Linked DNA regions of Zea mays: region 1 is linked to region 2. The links are chromatin contacts, called in public Hi-C maps. All regions are on one chromosome and are shown on one strand. The core of a region is the stretch at or near the end of the contact, and the rest is flanking DNA. Distances in the headings are between cores, read along the strand shown. Region 1 holds the start of LOC100384210. Region 2 overlaps LOC100501884.

The links. Hi-C and Micro-C count contacts between places; a contact is called where the count stands out from the background.
Region 1: a Hi-C map of ear shows a contact between it and region 2, with 4 times the contacts expected there. The contact joins the promoter of LOC100384210 here to the enhancer-like site in region 2. A contact is called at or near these places in 2 of 25 Hi-C or Micro-C datasets (ear and leaf mesophyll).

The regions. Positions count from the first base shown.
Region 1 is chr3:170,568,703-170,571,529 of Zm-B73-REFERENCE-NAM-5.0, reverse strand. It overlaps LOC100384210, which reads right to left and starts at 1,357. Exons shown (of 8, transcript NM_001322002.1): 1 at 816-1,357; 2 at 72-242. The coding sequence starts at 1,120.
Region 2 is chr3:170,306,071-170,309,213 of Zm-B73-REFERENCE-NAM-5.0, reverse strand. LOC100501884 reads right to left here. Exons shown (of 24, transcript NM_001196523.1): 20 at 3,044-3,121; 21 at 2,899-2,961; 22 at 2,542-2,610; 23 at 2,351-2,446; 24 at 1,693-2,250. The coding sequence ends at 1,909. Among protein-coding and RNA genes, the nearest start is that of LOC100501884, 11 kb to the right of the region's middle. Within about 2 kb of position 1,508, at least 4 of the 20 cell types and tissues checked have an H3K27ac peak or open chromatin away from gene starts, as enhancers often do. A contact at or near this core is called in ear, where this site is marked.

The sequences.
Region 1 (2,827 bases), core at 108-2,607, 260 kb before region 2:
CAATTAGTTAAAACTGCCTTGGTACAGAAAAGGATAATACAGAGTTAATAGCTGAACAAGTAAAAACATACCCATAATAAGCAGCAAAAGGCTTCCCTTTCTCTGCTCCGAGTTCCCAAGGAATAATGGGCCCTCGAATAATCTGATCTGCGTCCAAGATTACAACCCAATCAACATTGTCGGCCTCTGGACTATGCTTTAGCCAATGCACTACCCCTGCTGGCTTGTTGATGGCTGGGTACCTTCACACGAAATATGGCGGGATGCCCAATGAGGACATTTTCATTTGAAACAAGGAAGCTCAACTTGAAAAATAGCAAGCCCAACTACTCAACAAAGTGTGGCATTAATTTAGGATCTCTCATCACAATAAAAGTGTAAAACCACAACCGACTGCACACATGTTAAATTGTATCCAAAACCCCTGGCAAATAAAATACCACAACCACAGCACCTAAACCTACAAAGACCATTCATTTGATATGCTGGAGCTTGACAGTTCATTTGGCCATGGATGGACAATTCTATTCCTAACATATAATTTCTATTCACCAAACTGAATCGTTTTTTCCCCCACAGAAATGCTTCCAAATTTCTCGACCGAACGACAATTCCACCTAAAATGCACATTCCATTCCGAAGCAAGACAGCAATTTTCACGAGCAAAACGCCTCCTCTCCTCGTGAAATAGGTCATCGGAATAACCAACACTGTTTGGTTCTTACAATTTGCCGAAGAAAAAAAAACATAGAACAGACGTGGCAGGTGCAGCGACGAGGGGAGTGATAGTCCGTGTATGTGACGGCGAGGGTTACCAGTCGCCGGTGCGTGGGTGGCGGCTGAAGGAGGGGACCTGGAGGGTGTGGCCGATGCGGAGGCCGCGGTAGGACGGGAGCTGGTCCTCCGCGCAGCTGACGAGGCGGGTGACGCCGCCGGGCTGCCGGGCCTTGCGGAGGCTGTGGAGGAGCCCCACCGCCTGCCAGTCGAAGTAGTCGCCGCACTCCACCGAGAACAGAGTGTGCAACCGCCGCCCCTCCCCCACCGCCGCCGCTGCCGCTGCCCTGGCCGGATACAGAAGCAGGAGCGCTGCCACCACCGCGCCGGCGATCCCCGCCGCCATTGCTGGTGGGATGGCGGATCTCGCGCCCGAACGGAGAGCGGATCCCGCCGACCTTCGGTTTCTCCTGGACAACTTTTCGAGCTGGGTTCGTTGTCCGTTTGTGCGCCCTAGTGTCAGAGACTCACCGCACTCATACTACTCTAAATTTCTACTCTAAGAGAAATATTCTATCCCCGTCAGCAGTCATGTTTACTCTATACCACAATCCTCTGCAGTCATGTTTACTCTATATCTCAACTCTATACCAACTATCACATATTATATTATTTTTTTATTTCTCTTTCATTCCACCCAACTACCCAAGCAGTGCATAGGGTTTATGCCGTACTACTCTGCATATGCTGTTCCAGCACTACTACTGGAAAATAGCGTAGCTCAAAAGGTAGGCCACTGCAGCAGGTAGAGTAAACCCTATCTCTGTAGCGTAGCGTGCCGAGTCCTTCAGTGCGGACAGCCTCAGAGTGAGGACTTCAAGAAGTCGCGGCCTTCTCAGAATACGCCAACTGCAGTGGTTCGCGTAAACAATCTTCTAAGGCTGCCCGCAGTGGGGAGCTGGAAAGGCTGCGCTAAAATTTTACAGTGAAGTGGAGGGCTGCAGTGGATCACCCTATACGTTACTCTATTGTCTCTCTCCAACTCTGCGTAAACACCAACCTTTATAATCTCTCTCCTCTCCTCGTTGGCTGGCAGCTGGGTATGGATAGGAGAGAGGTGAAAAATAAATAATAGAATATGTGATAGTTGGTATAGGGTAGAAATTTAAGGTGAATATGAATGCGGAGAATTATAGGATAGAGTAGAGAATCTTGCTGATCAGGATGAAATATTCCTTTTAAGGTAGAAATTTAGGGTTCCATGAGTGCGGACAGCCTAAGGCGTGTGGCGTGTACAGCAGTAGTACTCTAAAAAGCTCGGAAAACGGAAAACAATGTAGCGAAACTCAAACTCGTTAAATCTTCTAAGCTCGCGTAAACAATCTTCTCAGAATATGCGCGCTCTGTTTACCAGTTCAGTTTCGTTGGTTCCTGAGGCAAGAATCGAAGAGCTGAAAAGAATTCAACTGCCGAAATTGCAGTTTGTCATAGCTATCTTGTTTAAGCGATCTTCAGAAGCAGTGTCCTCCTTTGGCATCGCGGACCATCAAAAAGGATCATGAATTCATGGCCGTAAACGCAGAACATCAACCTGTCAAGCTACGCAACCAATCTTGAGATTGGGCTAAACCTCGACGTATCTCCCCTATCAAGCTAACCAAACGATCTTCAGATCGACGTAGAGGATATTAATTTTTGCAGGAGACATTGGACAGGATGAGGTCTGGTTTTGATCGTCAGAGTTACTGATCAGCTGACAGAAAGAGTGCACAAAACAACAAGGACTTGTGCAAACCTGTCAGTTTCAGGTAATTCAGATATGTCATCATGTTTCCAATGTGCAAGCAGCTGATTTTCAGTATCATCACACTCCAATCAAGGTTCTGTCTGCAGTTCTGGCAATAATACCCTGCATTACAACTTGCCTGCCACTCATGGCTTCTATGTCATTCAACATCCATGGGGAGCACCGAGTACCTGTGTGGTCCAATTTAGGTTGAAAAACTAGTATGTAGGCTACAGCCTGTATCATTATCACCTTCACCTATTTTTTTTCAGGTTAGATCAACAAATAGCTTCACATCCTGCAGGCCCTGCAGGAGTCCTCTTTGCC
Region 2 (3,143 bases), core at 259-2,758:
CAGCCAAGTCTTTTGCAATTCTTTCTTTTCCTGCTTCTAGCACTTAGACACAATATGTTAGTACTCAAAACAATGTACTAAGTCTAGAAACGTACCTTGTCATATGATTTGCACTTTTTGCTTGTTTGGCACATAACAACTCAAAGATTATGTGTTGGCACTTAATCACCAAAACATTATATAAATGGTCCAAAGGCACATTTCCCTTTCAATAAGATGTATATTTAATAATGGGTACACCTCTTTCTATCGCAAACTATCTTAGGATGTGTGAGTAGTCCTCTTTATATCACAAACTCTCTAATGTCTTAATTTTCTCCCTTCTCTCCTATTGGCTAGGCAGTATATAGACTTGGTCTTCTCTTCCCCTGGTACCCATGGCTGATGGACCCACTTGTCATTCAAACACTTAGCCCCTTCTCTATTACGTATGTGACATATCTGCCCTGCCCTATTTTAGAAATCGGCGATCCCTACTAAGGTCTTATTCAGTTATTTCTATTCCATGTAGGCTGTAGGGGATTAGAATGTATTAAGGTGAATTTTGACTTTTTATAGATTTAAACTCATCTAATTTCACTCAATCCACATGGATTAGCGTCAAACCGAATAAGCCCTAAATAAAAGCACCAGTTTTCATACTTTCATAGTCACCATCTTTCTGGTTTCCGCTTATATAAAAAAATATATAGTAAAATTATATACAAGTGAAAGTTTGGTTGTTGACTGCACATTTACATCCTCTAAGCAAAAGAACACATATATTTTATGTTTTATTAAAATAAAGTCTATTAATATAGTATTTTCTTCGTTTTTTTATTTACCACGTTTTAATTTAAAATGAATTAGCGGACGATAAATATTTGAGAACGAAAGATGTGTATATAGAAACCGCATCGAGTATAGAACTAAACCTCGGTCGCACATACGCACGCGAGGGCTGCGTTGGCAGCAGTCTTGCCGTTGCCGAAAACGAACGGCACCGCGGAACCGGCGCACCGCACAACACAACATGACCCCGGAACCTCCCCGGTAGGGCTGACAATGGGCTATAATTTTTGCACTATAAGATTTAAGGATCGAAGCGGGTTAGGATCGGGCTTTATTTCTAGTCATTTTTTAACTATAATTTATTTAGGGCATTGACATTTTGTGAAGAACTATTTGGATCACGATCCATTACCACCCCTACTCCCCGGTCAGTGGTCGCTCACTCGCCACTCCATCTCCATGGCAGATTGGCAGTTCTCATGAGGAAAAAGAAGCATTTTCACACGCTCAAAAACGGCAGATATGGATTGAGCACTGCTGCATGCTTGGAGCTGCAATATCCTATTCCTTCAAATGGCTGAAGGAAACCACTATAAAATAATGCTATGTTTTGTTGAATCCAGCTTGAATGTTCAATGCTTGATTGCGTAGCGAATATTCCTTTAGGGTGCATATGCCGTTGCCAAAGCATGTCAGTCGCAGGCTCGCAGCACGGTAAGTCGGTAATTGATATTGTACCATCTTCCAACTACCCCTGCAGAAATTGCTAGGCTCGTGTCGTCATCCGAAGGAAGGACGTACTGAATGGACGGACGGCCAACGACGACGTCCTTCAGATCGTCAAAAGGAGAAAAAAAAAAGGAGAGAAACGATTATTCAATCACGAGTATAGAATCTTGGGTTTGCATGCACAAAACCAGGGGGAAAAACTTATCTAATAGCTCAAACTGTCTCAAAATCTCTATGCTACAACTGAGCTAATCGTTCTCCGCAGGATGGGATAGGATAATCTGTCAAAATGGTTGTTATAGACTGTCGGTTAACGGTAATGGTGTGTACACGATGTGGAAAGGATTTCCTATATCTATGTTCACTGCACGAGGGGCACGAACTATGAACACAACGGTGAGCGACATTTTAGGCGTTGAAGAGCTTGCGGAACGGCCCATCCTTGCGATCTTTGGCGGCCTCTGTCAATGCAAGGAACCTCTTGAAGCCCGTGGTGGCTGCTCCGCGCCCAAGGGCGGCAGCTCGGGCGAGGACGTCCTCTTGGTTCGCCAGTGCTCCCTTCAAGGAGGCCATGCTTGGTGTAATCGAAACAGCTGGAGTTGCCACCGAGGGCACAATCTGGACAGATGCTGTGGCAACTGGTGTCGCCACCGTCGGAGCAACGGCAGGGTGTTTGATGGCGGGGGCTGGTGCAGGGGCGTGTTTGTTGAAGTCCTCCAGGATAGCTTGTTGGTCTGCTTTCTTCAAGCCCTGTGATAGTCAGTAACAGCAGAAGCAAACAGTTGGGTGTCAGATTAGCCTGGGAGGTTGAAGTTGGCATACAAAAGGGGCCGGATTTTAATGTAAAAACCTTGAGGTCAAGTATCCGCTGAAACTCAAGAGGCGTGCCTTCGGGAAGGAGGGCACGGTATGTGTTAGCGACAGAATCAACTGGCGACAAAATGACCTGCATGGAGTTATGCCATCAGTTGATACTACCTGGTGGTAATCATTCAGCAAAGTGCCTTTTCAGCAATCATTATAGTGTCCTCCCCAATTTACCTTAAGTAGAGCTTCGGCTTTACCCATTTCTCGGCTGACAAATTTCGAGTAGCTAGCTGCACCTGTACTCTGCAACACACAATGCAAGGAAGCCGCATATAAGATACATACCATGATAATATATACATATATATATGCTGTAATCCAGCATCAACCACAGATCCGCTGCATTTGCAGCCTATGTACATAAGAATCAGATCATTTTAGCTGAACATGCACAGTTTCCAGCCAGATTTCATTCCAGACTCAATAAGACATGAAACAGAAGAATTAGTCCACTTAGACTGCTAGACAATATAAGACATGCATACAATTGAGATAATATCTGACATAGACAACTGTTCAGATTAAGGTTACCTGTTTTCCAAGAGCTGGGATGTCTAGGAGAATAGTCTTTACTGCTTGGGTGTCCAAAAGCATCTTGGGGGCAAAATGCAAAGCAATGAGATATGTCCGAATGAGTAGTAAATAAAATAAAATTAGCCTGGCATTTAACATGTACCTGCTGTGCACCAGTTTCTGATATATGTTTGCACTTGTATATGTTGAGATAAAACCGAGGCCCAAGAGATGCTGCAAGCTGGATCAGAACAAACAAGTTA